Linked DNA regions of Mus musculus: region 1 is linked to region 2. The links are chromatin contacts, called in public promoter capture Hi-C maps. All regions are on one chromosome and are shown on one strand. Each heading gives the region's core, a stretch centred on a gene start, on an enhancer-like site or on the middle of the called end of the contact. The rest is flanking DNA. Distances are from core to core; before and after follow the strand shown.

What was found. Capture Hi-C pulls out chosen DNA fragments and counts their contacts.
Region 1: a promoter capture Hi-C map of liver shows a contact between it and region 2. The contact joins two enhancer-like sites. A contact is called at or near these places in 1 of 484 Hi-C or Micro-C datasets (the N1E-115 cell line) and 2 of 9 other capture datasets (adipose tissue and liver).

What each region holds. Positions count from the first base shown.
Region 1 is chr5:65,620,837-65,627,718 of GRCm38.p6, forward strand. It overlaps Pds5a (PDS5 cohesin associated factor A), which reads right to left. Exons shown (of 33, transcript NM_001081321.3): 25 at 6,724-6,882; 26 at 6,249-6,363; 27 at 3,084-3,216; 28 at 2,144-2,263. Among named protein-coding and RNA genes, the nearest start is that of Pds5a, 74 kb to the right of the region's middle. Within about 2 kb of position 3,720, at least 8 of the 459 cell types and tissues checked have an H3K27ac peak or open chromatin away from gene starts, as enhancers often do. A contact at or near this core is called in liver, where this site is marked.
Region 2 is chr5:65,156,466-65,163,618 of GRCm38.p6, forward strand. Klhl5 (kelch-like 5) reads left to right here. Exons shown (of 11, transcript NM_175174.4): 7 at 2,319-2,543; 8 at 4,577-4,739; 9 at 6,325-6,537. Among named protein-coding and RNA genes, the nearest start is that of Klhl5, 29 kb to the left of the region's middle. Within about 2 kb of position 1,631, at least 47 of the 459 cell types and tissues checked have an H3K27ac peak or open chromatin away from gene starts, as enhancers often do. A contact at or near this core is called in liver, where this site is marked.

The DNA.
Region 1 (6,882 bases), core at 2,470-4,969, 470 kb after region 2:
AATTCATTAGTTTATTCGTTTTGAGACATGGTTTTTTTCTATAGCCCTGGCTGTCCTGGAATTGACTATGTAGATCAGATAGGCCTCAAACTCACTGTTGTGCCTTCAATGTGCTGGGAATAAAGGAATGGGCCTCCAAACCAGCAACACCTATTTTATTTTTATGTATATGAGTATTTTGCCTCCACCTGTGTTAAGTGCACCATGCGTTTATTGTGCCTGAGAAATCACTTAAATAAACTTCATTCCTAGTTTTTCATATTGTCCAAAGTACAATTACCACCCTCTAATATATTATAAAATCTACTTTTCAGCTGATAAAATCAACAATATTTATTCACTGACACCTTAAATTTATATTTTTCAGGCAGTCTCCTGAAAATCAGCTGTAGGATTTCAGATCCTTCTGCCACACCATGCCAGGCTTGTTCTAGGCACAGAATGTTTATTCATTAAACAATTTCATAATCCATTTCAATTATAGGAATTGGAAAACTGAGTGCCTGCCATTTTAAGTAACAATATTTTGAGATAAGTAGTGATGTGTGCTTATATTCCTAGTGCTGGGAGGCAGAGGCAGAGGCTCTCCTCTGTGAGGCTCCTGAGCTCCAATGACCGTGTGTCAAAAAGCAGATACTTATTCTTTATAACTTGGATATCTATGTAAAAGACAAACTCACCACAACTACAACAACAAACATTCCTTGACACTAGTGATACCAATTAGTTAATAAACAAGTTCATTCAACTGTGAATACTGATGTCTTGCTGAATTATGTCAAAAATCTAAGCTTTTAGGGGGTAGGAGTAAGAAGGAACCCTGGTGGACTTGGAACTAGATAGGTAGACTAGGCCAGTCTTCCTGACCCCAGTGTTGGGATTAAAGCTGTGCACCACCATACAAAACATCCGATGATTCTCCATTCTCCTCACTAAATACTCTGGGCATGACAAATAAAGTACAATAGTGTCACGAATATCCGCACCAATACCAATACACCACCACTTGGGAGGCTGAAGCAGTAAGATCACTCGCCATCAGGAGACAAGATCACCCTTGGCAATACAACAAGACCTAATCTAGGGAAAAACAGGTGGGCAGTAGGGTGCAGTGGACTGGTTTACTAATGTCATTTAAAAAATTATATAAACTACATTGTACACTTGCATGACAGCTTCCTTATTTAGCAAGGTATAAGAAAATGTATCTGCCCATAGTTGTTGAGTTAGAGTCCTGAACAAGTGGCTTAAATGTACCAAGAGTTGAGCTATATTCTGTTTTTCTCTCTGTGCTTTGTTCTTGAGGATCTTGTTATGTATATTTAGCCTGAGCTCCTTAGTGAAAGCAAGGACTAAAAGTGTTTGCCACCATGCCCATTTTACAAAATAAAATAAAATAAAATAAACATTAAAAATTCTGAATGTCCAATTTTACTTACTTTGCTTTTTAAAATAACCTATGTAAGCCTGGTGCCCTAGTGTTTGACCTTACTAGATGAAAAGCAATATGTTAGAAAACAAGTAAGAAAGCGGCATATAATGAAAGAAAAACTGGGCAGACAAGATGGCTCAGTAGGTGGGGTTGTTTGTTAGAGGTCTTCATCTTGAGTCTGATTCCTGAAACCCACATGGGGGAAGGAGGGCTGACTCAAATTGTTCATTAACTAACATTTATTTAATAGATTCAAGTGAGAACTACAAATACCCTAACATCATTTCTTCCCTTCCATCTGCCCACCCACCCATCCTCTGGCCTCTGAGTGCTGCCACCCCACTGTGCAGCACAGCACAGCACGCCTGGCCTGAGAGCACTGCACAAAGGAGCTCAGGCTCAAGCTTCTTGCCCAGCACATACAAGGTCCAGGGTGTAATTGGCAGAACACACAAACACAATTACAAACAAACAAACACCACAAGTAGTATTTATTTTTTAATAAAAAAAGGATAAATTTTAAAATCTAATATGCAGAATTAACATCAGAACAATAACAGAAAGTTAACCTGTCTTCCATTCCTCAATAAGTTTAGAGGCTTTTTTTTTTTTTTTTACTCTGACCTTAAAACTATCCAATATTCGTCACCAGTACTAACTGAAATTTAAATCACTTTTACTATGACAGAGAAATTATGTGAGGGAAATTACCTTTTCAGGCTGTGTAAAGAACTTCATTGGGAGGACTGGGTCCTTTGGTGAGTCTGCATTGCACAAAGCACTTTTACTATTTATAACACACAGAGCCACGTCACAAACCGTATAAAGTTTCTAAAGAGTGAGAAAAAAAATTACACAGCAATCAAAGTTCCAATCCCATCACAGGCATAATCTGAAGTTGTAAAATGCAAATGAATGCTTGTCTGTTAACATTCCATCTCTGCTCAGCATTCTTAGATTCCCAGTCAAAGTAAACTAAAAGTATCCATTTTCGCTCCCTAGAAAGAAGTTTCTACCACAAAGTGCCATATGTTTTATCAGTATTTGTCTTCCTGTCTTTTTTTTTTTTTTTTTTTGGTTTTTCGAGACAGTCTTTATAGCTCTGGCCGTCCTGGAGCTCACTTTGTAGACCAGGCTGGCCTCGAACTCAGAAATCGGCCTGCCTCTGCCTCCCCAGTGCTGGGATTAAAGGCGTGCGCCACCATGCCTGGCTGTCTTCCTGTCTTAACTCCTAATGCCTTTCTAGAATGTTAAAAGTTTTCCAAAAAATGAAATTTTGCCAGTATAGGCATTAGAAAGAGATTCAAAATCAGGGATGGAGATAAGGCTTAACAGCACTTGTTTCTTCAGTAGATATTGTGAGTTTAGTTACCTACACCAACATGGTAACTCACAACCAGCCATAATTCCATTTCCAGGGTATCCAGCCCCTCTACTGACCTCTATGGGCACCAGGCACACACTTGGCACACATTCACACATGCAAACCACTCATAGACACACACACATACAAAAACAAAACAACAACAACAAACCCTGAAAAAAATTAAGTTGCATGAATATATTCTAATAAACACTGTAATTTAAACTATGATATACTTGTGGAGGAAAAGCGCGGGTTGGTGTATTCCCTATGTATCCATTGCCTTACTTCATTTGTCTTGGATTCATCGGGAGACTGGGCGTCTCTGGTTAGCTTGATATTCTCTGCCATCTTTTTCATGAATGCATGGCTGTTGTTTTCATTCTTTGTCATTAAGACTTCAAGCATAAACCACAGGCACCTAAGTAGAAAATACATTAAAAAGGATAAATGAAGATGATTTTTTTTTCTCAATGGATTAAGTCTTCAATGAAAAGTTTGGCTGTCAGCATAAAGGAATATCAAAACAGTAATATACAATTTTATTAATGGTATCAATTTTAAGTATTTTTTTTAAAGATATGGTCTCTTGTAACACAAGCTGGCTCATTGTGTAGTTCGAACTCATCTTTCACTGAGTGTTAGGATTACAGGTATACTATATCTGGCTCAAGAGGAAAAAGTCAAAAAATATTTAAAATAAAGCTGCTTGGTTTTTGTCCAGTTCCCAGAATGATTTACATATAAGAGCACCTGCTTTTCACCTCTGGAAGGGTAGAATGAATTTGGTAAAATTATGTGAGGGCCTAGGCAGAAAGCCTTAAGTTTCTTCTCACAAGCCAGGCATGATGGTACACACCTAAAAGGTGCAGAGTCATGGTCATCCTCACTACACAGCTGATAGGAGCCCAGGCTGGGCTAAAACTAAGCTAGTTTAAGAGTGCACAGGTCAAAGTGTGAAGTTGGCAGAGTTCTATTTAGATGAGAATGGACTGTAAACAAACTAGTGGAGCAGAAAGGGCAACAAACACAAATCACCCTCTACCAGATTTCATCCATCAAGAATTTCTAGAGAGATCCCATACCTCAAGGTTACAATAAAACCATGGAGTCACTATAAAACTTGGTCTGACTTTACACTTCTATAAAACACAAGTGACAAACATAGCCAGCCTCATGCATGCAACTGTGTGTGAAAGCAGCATTATTTGAACAAGTACAGTTGAACTGAGCTGCGGTGACAACGCTGGAGGAGTGCACTGCATAAGGCTGAGGCACCCAGTATGCTAAAGTAGACAGTTACTAATTCCATTAATTCTCTGGGGTTCAGAATCCTCTATCCTATTAACTCCTAAGAGTCCTGATCCTTTTACAAAGACCAACAGCATAAGAATTATTGTTAGAAAGGAGATGATGAGGAAGTATTCTCTCTGCCGTAAGAGTATGAGACTTATTCCTTTTACAAGGTTTTTTTCTTTCTATTTTCTTTTCTTTTTCTTTAAAAAAAAAGGGGGGGGGAGGTAAGATTTTAAATATGGGATGGAGAGATGGCTCAGTGGTTAAGAGCACTGACTGCTCTTCTGGAGGTCCTGAATTTAATTCCCAATAACCACATGGGTGGTTCACAACCATCCGTAATGAGATCTGATGTCCTCTTCTGGTGTGTCTGAAGAGAGCAATGGTGCACTCAAATACATCAAACAAATAAATAAATCTTTAAAAAAATTAAAATATAGCCAGGTATTGGTGGTGCACACCTTTAGTCCTAGCACTTGGGAGGTAAAGGCAGGCAGATGTTTGAGTTCAAGGCTAGCCTGGTCCAGAGAAACAATGTCTCAGTAAAATAGAGAGAGAGAGAGAGACAGAGACAGAGACAGACAGACAGACAGACATGAAGGAAACCTCTGTAACAATCTAGTATAGATTTATACTTCAAATTGAAAATGCTAATAAGGTCTAGTATAAAAAAGTATATATACTTTGCATATATGTATATAAAATATATAAAACATATGGACAGGTTAATTTTTTTGTGTAAAGTTAGAATATGTTGAAAACTTAAATGTCATTTGCACATGTATGTTTTGCTTGTTTTTAGTTTTCTGAGATAGTATCTTGTTCAGAATGGCTTAGAATTCTATTTTTTTGTTTTTTGTTTATTGAGACAGGGTTTCTCTGTGTAGTCCTTGCTATCCTGGAACTCACTCTGCAGACCAGGTTGAACTCAAAGGCAGAAATCTGCCTGCCTCTGTCTCTCAAGTGTTGGGATTAAAGGCGTGTGCCACCACTGCCTGGCGGCTTTGTTTGAACTCTTAACCCCAATGCCTCAGCATTATTATTGTATTTATTGTATTCCTCAAAGCACATTTTTCTTAACAAATCTTTTCACTGAGTTCCCTAAAATATATGATTTTGAGAAACTAATGGTCCCACCATGCTTTGTTTCAACTCACAAGCCACTGGGATTATCGGCCTCCAATACCAGCTACAAGGAGCCAAAACTTTTTTTTTAAATGTAGGTTTAATTTCATACTTTTTACAAATGGAGGAACTATCACTATGGTGACAACACTGAACAGATGATGAACAGGCCAATGCTTAAGGGTAATATAGAACATCTTTTCTGTTAAAATTTTGACAGCATTTAAGTGACCAAAGTGGTAAGAGACAGATGAATGTCCAGTTCAATTTAGGAGTAAGATTTGCTTACTGACGTAGAAAAATGTAATACAAACAAATGATACTAATTTACAAATGCAAAACAAAATATAGCAATGGTCCTACACAGAAGTGGCTCAATGTTTAAGGGAAATGGTTGTAGGTACATACTGGAATCCTTGGTTTGGGTGGGGCTGGGGCTCTAACTCAGAGCCCCATGCATACTATGTAAAGTACCAACTGAGCCATATCCACAGTACTAAAGATTATTGTTAAGGAAAGATGTGGTTCTATTAAAAAAAAAGTTATACAAATGAATAAATTAAATTCTTTTTTTTTTTTTTTTTTTAAAAGATTTATTTATTTATTATATGTAAGTACACTGTAGCTGGGAGTCAGATCTCATTACAGATGGTTGTGAGCCACCATGTGGTTGCTGGGATTTGAACTCCAGACCTTTGGAAGAGCAGTTGGGTGCTCTTACCCACTGAGCCATCTCACCAGCCCATAAATTAAATTCTTAATCCATGAGGAGAAATTTTCATCAGTTTTATAAATTACCAAACTCAAAGGCAAAAAAAAAAAACCCCACAAAATATCTTATTAATCTATTTCAATATTAGATAAGTGTAAGCAGTAAACAGAGGGCTAAGAATAGTTCTGAAAAAAATTTTAAAACTTAACAGTAAATTAAAAATTTCAGAATCATAAGAAAAATTAAAATGAGAATAATAATAATAATATAAAAAAATTGAGTGAACACAGTTTGTAGAATTCCTGAAACACATGACTTACTCTTTTATATCACGAAGTTGATCAACATCTTGTGACCGTGTGAAATCAGGATCATGGGCTAGGAGGTGAATCATGTATGGAACCACATATTCAGGCAGCAGTGACAATAATTTCTCTAAAGAAAAACAGATTTTATAAATGCTGTCCTTGTCTGAGTTCTAACCGTTTGCTTCTATTTCCCTTAGCTATTAATAGTTGGCTACTACACAGCACGTGACTGGAAAAGTTAGGTTAATGCAGATACTCGAACATCTGACTAATGTACAGATATTAAAGCACACTAATGACTACAGAAGGAAATACAATTACCAGAACATTGCAGCTAAGTAAATATGACTCCAATACAAGATTTCACTTTCTACATATGCTACAACTCTGATAACACTGTATATATAAAGTTAAACATTTCAGTATAAACTCCAGTGGAAATGCAAGCGGCCCTCTGTGAGACACACTGTGATTATCAAGGACATACCAGTGGCCATGGGGTTCTGTTTGATGTACTCCCTGCGGATGCTGATGTTCTTTAACAAACACTGCCGAGCGTGTGCTCTCCTTTCTTTCACAGGGTCTTTGGCACACAAAGCAAAGATGGCCATATACTCCAGTGGGAGAAGCAACTTCACAAGTGCCT
Region 2 (7,153 bases), core at 381-2,880:
AAGTAATTACTGTAAAAGAAGCTAACGTCAAATCAGAGTCTCCGTGAGTTCACAGAGACACAGATGGAAAGGAAAGCTGTTTCTTTCATGGTGCCAACTGATAGAGACAGATGAGATTAGGAAGAGGTAACTAGCTACTTTAGGCTAGGGATCTAGCTCAGTAAGAACACTTCACTCCACATAGATGACTTTTAAAAAGAATCGTTTTCTCTGAGGAAGATCTGCTGAAATATTTAGGGCCACGGGGTCATCATTTCTGTGATTTTTACTCTTAAACAATTAAGAAAAGATTCATGAATACATACATACATATATAGAAATGAAAGCTAAACACAAATATTTGAGTTACAAACTTGGATTCTGTGAACAGTTGTTCCTAGAGGTTGAAGACCATGCATGGTGCTATTGGCTGTCAGTTGTTATGGGGCCTTTCTGTACACCTGACCTCTGCCCATCCTCCTGCAGTGGTGCCTGCAACCCTGACAGAAGTCACACAGTCTCAGCTCATCCTGGTTCTGCTCTCAGCCCTGTTCCAGCCCCGTCTAATGTGCACCATAGGCATGCAGTGCCTGTGGGAGCCAGAAGAGGGCAGTAGATCCTGCACCCTCCCTATGCTCCCAGTCATTCTGTGGGTGCTAGGAATTGAAGCTAGGCGCTCTTAACCACTGTGCTGTCTCTCCACACACACCCACAAACTTATAGATGCATATTTGTATTACTAGTTTAGATTCTTAAATTTTGGCTTTCCAGTTTATAACAGAAGTCTACAAAAAACAAAAAAAAAAAACAAAAAAAGCTTGAAAATTCATCAATGGAAAAAGATTTTTGTTTGATGGAAGGCGATTTTTTATTTTATTTTATGGACACTTTAAAGTCATGGTTGGAGTGAAGAATCAAACAAATCCATACAATCTTGATACTTTACACACATGTATATAATCTGAATGAATAAAATATCATTATTGCCATATATTACAAAGAAAGGCTATGCAAAGTAAAAAGTATTTTTAAACCAGCTAGTGTTTAGAAGGGATTGATTCTGTGTAGTTCTGGGAGAATACAAGATGGAACGGGAGTTGGTGTCAGTCTCAAAAGCCTTAGCCTGTGTAGGGTAAGTAAACACAGCGCCGGGTGTGGAGCCAGCCGGACGGTCTGGTTTTAGGTTCAACAGTAGTAGCTCTGATGCTGATTTTACAAGCCTGAGGAGTAAGTGTCCACTGCGACTGCAGTCCTTTATAATGCTAGAACAGGCTGGTAAATTATCAGCTTAGAAAAAGACTCGATCTCTACGGAAGTGCGAGTTAGATTTTTTTTTAAGTGAGATACTTTCTTTCACTTTTTCCTAAATCTCTGCTGTTGCTGTTCCACATCTTGAAAGAGAGCAAAAGAGCTCTGGAATTTTCCATGGTAAACCCCATGGGTAGTAACTCCCTTCACTTCCGGCAGAATGGTTCCCAGGCGACCTTTGTCCTTCCTCCTTGCCGTGCCCCCTCCCTTGCGTGGTGTCAGCCCCACTCCGCCCGTTTTGTTGTTACTGTTCTTTCTTCCAGAACCTCACATAATAATTGTCTCCCTTATCTCCTGGGTCAGCGGTTTCCTTCCCCTAGACCTTTCCATTGACTTCTATAAACAACCCAACAATCCGATCCCAAAAGGGAGACAGCCTCCCTCAGCTTGTCCAAGAACCCTGTCTGCACTGTGGCCAGCCTTCTCAGAATGATCCCCTGTGGCTCCCTCCCTGCACTTCCGCCAATTGCTGAGCGTCTTCCTGGCCTCTTTGAACAAAGAACGTCCCCTGCTGGATGTTTTAATGCTGGGCCTGGAGTATGCCAGGGAGAATGATGGGAGAAAAGGTCATGGCACAGGCGAGGGCCGTACTGCAGGGGCTTCATAAGATAGCATAAAAGTATTGCTGTCGATGCTCGAAGAAACCTTTATACTTTGGGGCTAGGGAGATGACTCCACTGTTAAAGTGCTTCTCCATGCAAGCAAGAGGACCTGAGTTCAAATCCCCAGAAACCATATACACAGCTGGCACACTTGTGTGATCCCAGGGCTGGGGAGGCAGACAGGTGGATTGCTGGAGCCCCTCGCCAGCCAGCCTAGCCAGAACAGTGAGTTCTGGTTCAGGGAGACCCCTCTGGAAAAACAAAGTGGAGAGCGACAAAGGAATACACCAGACACCAACCTCTGCCCACCATATGCACGCGCGCGCGCACACACACAACACACACACACACAAGATAAATTCTACTTCTGTGTCTGTAACATAGCCGGGGTGGATCTTGTAGTCTCCTAACTTCTGTGTTATTGTTCAGGAGCAACAAGCATTGAGAAGTATGACCTCCGTACAAATATGTGGACTCCTGTGGCAAACATGAATGGGAGGAGGCTCCAATTCGGCGTCGCAGTCTTAGATGACAAACTGTACGTGGTCGGAGGGCGAGACGGACTGAAGACTCTGAACACCGTAGAGTGCTACAACCCCAAAACAAAAACCTGGAGTGTGATGCCACCTATGTCCACACACAGGCACGGGCTCGGTAAGTGCGTCTGCTCGCCTGCTTGGAAGCCATGTATCAGGATGCCACACGTTGTTCCCTTCTGTACCAGGCGGGAGGCCTGTGTGTGGGCTCAGTCAGCATCAGTTCCCAAGCATCCCTCATCCCTGAGGGGCAGAAACCAGAACACGAGCACTTACATAAATGGAGCTCATACACGGGAAAGCATGCCGCTGTGACAAGCCATGCTCTTACCTTTATGCTCCGTGTTAGCAGTTGAATTTAGATAGCCTAGTTAAAGGCTCATTAAAACTAGCACTTTAACTTCTATATTATATGAAAAACAATTATGGTAATGTGTGTGTGTGTGTGTGTGTGTGTGTGTGAGAGAGAGAGAGAGAGAGAGAGAGAGAGAGAGAGAGAGAGAGAGACAGGCATTTCTTTTCATTCTCTGTTTTATGTATGTGGGTGTTTACCTGAATGTATTATGGACACCATTGGTATGCAGTGCAGGCTGTTAGAAACCCAGTAACCAGAGTTACAAATGGATGTTAGCTGCCATGTGCTTTTATAGGTAAATTGTATAATCTGAACTTAGAAGATGAACTAATTAAGAAGTTTTCATCTCTTCACGTATGGGAATTACATGGGCGCCTCATTTAGGAGTGGTTTTCCCTGCTGAGCTGTATTTTCAGGTCTGCCATTCAAGAGGTTGGACTAAATGAGCCCTTCATCTAGGCCCTTGATGAATGATAAGTTATCTATATAAAATTAGGTATATTCTGTAAAACTTGTAATATGTACAAACTTAAATCTGTGTAAATATATTTTGCGTGTGTGTGTGTGTGTGTGTGTGTGTGTGTGTTCAATAGCCAGTACTGTTGGCACAGTGTATAACAAGTGAATAATATGCTATTTTGGGTCACATATGAGTGGTGGCTATTTTATCCAACTTGGCCAAGATTGATGGGTTTGAATTACAGAGGTCTTTTTGCCACAATCATGTCAGACCTCTTCTTAAGATCCTCTGCTTGGGGACTGGAGAGATGGCTCAGTGGTTAAGAACGCTGACTGCTCTTCCAGAGGTCCTGAGTTCAAATCCCAGCAACCACATGGTGGCTCACAGCCATCTGTAATGGGATCTGATGCCTTCTTCTGGTGTGTCTGAAATAAATAAATCTTTTTTTTTAAATCCTCTACTTAAGCAGATGTGGTGACACACAGCTGTAGTTCCAGCACTTGGAAGCAGAGGAAGGAGGGTTATAAGGTTGAGAGCAGCCTAGTTTACATAGGGAGAACCTGTCTCAAAACAAACAAACAAACAAACAAAAACCCCAAGAAATCCTTGACTGACTCCACCCCACTCAGAATAAAATCTAAAGTCCTGATGAGGGATACGGTGAGAGAATGTTATTTCTGACTCCCTTGTCTTCTGGCCCCTCCCTGTCAGTTACCTGCTCAGCCACATAGGCAACATGGGTTCCCCAGCAGGCCATTGCTGGGCCTCCTCTTCCTCTGTGCGTGGTCGATAATGGCACTCATGCTTCTACTGAGGTGTCATTCAGGTCCCTGGCTCTCTCTGCCCTTGCTTCCGTTGCTCTATTGTTTAAGCTGGCACACACCTGATGTCCTGTAAAACAAACAGTATTGATCCACGCAAGCGTGGCCCTTATCTGATGTTCTATGGAGTGCCTACTAAATAGAATCTTATCGTAAACTAAGATGTTTGCTCACTCTGTTCCTTGATGATGATACCCATAAATACAAGGCTGTGGTACCCAACTTAGCTGCAGTAAAACCCAGGATTCCAGAGTCCTACAGGAAAAGAATGGAAGTCTGGGGATTGAAGGTCTTAGAAATGGTGGCACATACAAACGTTCCACTGTGTGCCTCAGAATACTGTCTCCAATGTTCAGGAAAAGAATCACAGTGCTGGTTCGGCCCCATCTGCCTCAGAAGAGCCCTGAGGGAGCGCAGTGGCTTTCGCCTACATTGTTGATTGGTTATGATTGCGTGTTTCAGACTTACTGTACTCCCATTCTGACTAGTCCCTCCCTCTCGCTGGTCCACTTTAGGCGTGGCTGTACTAGAAGGCCCCATGTATGCAGTCGGAGGGCACGACGGCTGGAGCTACCTGAATACTGTGGAGCGATGGGACCCTCAGGCCCGCCAGTGGAATTTTGTTGCCACTATGTCCACCCCCAGGAGCACAGTAGGCGTGGCGGTACTAAGTGGAAAGTAAGAAGATATTTGAAGTTCTATTTCAGTCACGATAAGCCAGATTTATTATTGCTGGAGGAGTTCTTTGCATGAGTTAACAAAGCCTTTCCTTTAACCTCTGTCCATAACAGCCTCACTGCTCGTAGCTAAGGAACCACACATGCTACCCAATATAAATACCCAATATTAATTGAACAGCAACAGTGGTTTAAATACCTTCCAAGTTATATGCTCTTTTGAAAGTACTACAGTGGGCAGGGAGATGTTTGCAGTTAAAGCGTTTGCTGAATAAACCTGAGGACCACAGTTAGGTCTGGAAAACCCATGCAAATATCTAATGGGTATGGCAGCCCACCTGTCATTCCAGCCTGGAAAGACAGAGTCAGGGCATCGCCAGAGCAAGCCGCCTAGCAAAGCCAGCCTTATCCAGGAGCTCAGGGTTTGATTGAGACGCCTGCCGTGCCGGATAAGGTAGAGGCAATGGAGGGTGATATGTGACAGCAGCCCAGGCTCCACATGTGCATATGTACACATGTATTCGTACCCACAAACCCATGTGCCCACACCCATGCAAAGTATGTATATGCATATATATGAAAAATGAAAACATTGATACATGCATTTAAAAATTAAAGTATTGTAGACTCTCAGGGCTGTGATATCTCCCCCCCACCTCTCTCTCTCTGTGCTCTGATCTCTCAATGCTGTGGTCTCTCTCTCTCTCAGTACTGTGATCTCTCAGTACTGTGACACACACACTCTCTCTCTCTCTCTCTCTCTCTCTGTATGTGTGTGCACATGTGTGTGTGCACGTGTGTGTGCACATGCATGCATGCATGCTATGGTCTCTCAGAGCTGTGATCTCTCAGTGCCTTCCTAAAGATCCTCTCCATCATTTTCACGGAGTCACCTTTACGTTTGTGTCTCTTCTTTCTTATCTTGGTGACTGGTGGCCGCAGCATGGCTTTAAGAAAACCCGCTTACTTATGCTTTGTCTGCTGTCAGTGCTCGAATTTGTATAGAGTCCTCACTCACAGTTCTCAATTGGATGAGGACAAAATACAGACCTTTTCACCTTTCTGTCCAACCCTTGATGGCTCTAATTAATTTCTTTGTTTCATGGTGTTCATGTTATCACTTACAGATAGAGGGAGGAAGGAAGGTTGAATTGTGATATAAGGGAAATGGTGGGTAGAGTGGCCACGGATTCTTAATTCAAAGGCAGAGGCAGAACACTTGAGTTTGAAGCAAGGCTGGTCTATATAATGGGTTCTAAGACTCTTTCAGAGGCTACATAGTAAGACCCTGGCTCATAAAAACAAAAAAAGAAAAAAGAAAAATAGAAAGTAATTTCTGCCTAAGCTCTTATTTCCTCAGGCCCACGTGCTAAGTCCTTTGTGTTAGTGTTTGTTGTAAAGGCCTGATCGACACAGACGTGGAAATTGTTTTAGATAGCTATAGCAGGTATCGTTCCATCTTCTATCCTAGTGCCATCAGCATGCTACATCACCAATGGCATTTAAAGTCAGCGAACTGTCACAGCAATAGCCTGTTGACCCCAGCACTGTGCCTTCTTTGTCACCTCTTTTGTTCCTTTTTCCAGACTCTATGCAGTTGGTGGTCGCGATGGGAGCTCTTGCCTCAAGTCAGTAGAATGCTTTGACCCTCATACCAATAAATGGACACTGTGTGCCCAGATGTCAAAACGAAGAGGCGGAGTAGGAGTCACAACCTGGAACGGGCTGCTGTATGCCATTGGGGGACACGACGCTCCCACATCCAATTTGACCTCCAGGCTCTCAGACTGTGTGGAGAGGTAATTTCCTGTGGAGGAAAGCGAAGAGCAAACCAAAACAAAATAGTTTCCCACCCTTCCAGCCAAAGTCATAAGACTAGTGAGTGTCCATCAGTGTGGTCTCCACACAGTCCTGCCAACACTGGGCTGTCTTCTCTGGCTGGCTCTCTCCCGGACTGCCAGCCGTGCACTGAGATTCCTGGATCTCACATATTCCCTCGGGATGGAGCCTGGAATGCATGCACTGGACAAGTATTTAGTGTTCTGCTGTTTAGTACTGGATTCTGCCTTCCCGGAAATGTAAAGGAGCTTGGTGAATCTCAGAAAGAAGGCATTGGGGCTGGAAGCAAAGGACAGGGCCATGGCTGGCCCATTTTGATATACAATGAAATAATAGAAAATGATAAAGAAAAATGACAAGTTCCTACACGGCTTAAAGGCTTAACCAAGTCGTACTTACTGGTCGTAAGAAATGCAGCTTTTAGGCCAAGTAGAGGACCTAACAGCAGTGAGGATTGTGCTGGCAGGTCAAGTCTTCATTTTTTTTTATTTAGTTTAAGGACAAGAGAGAATTTAATGCATTTTACAGGAAGCATCACTATAATCATGTGTGAACACTCCAAAACAGAAAAAAAAA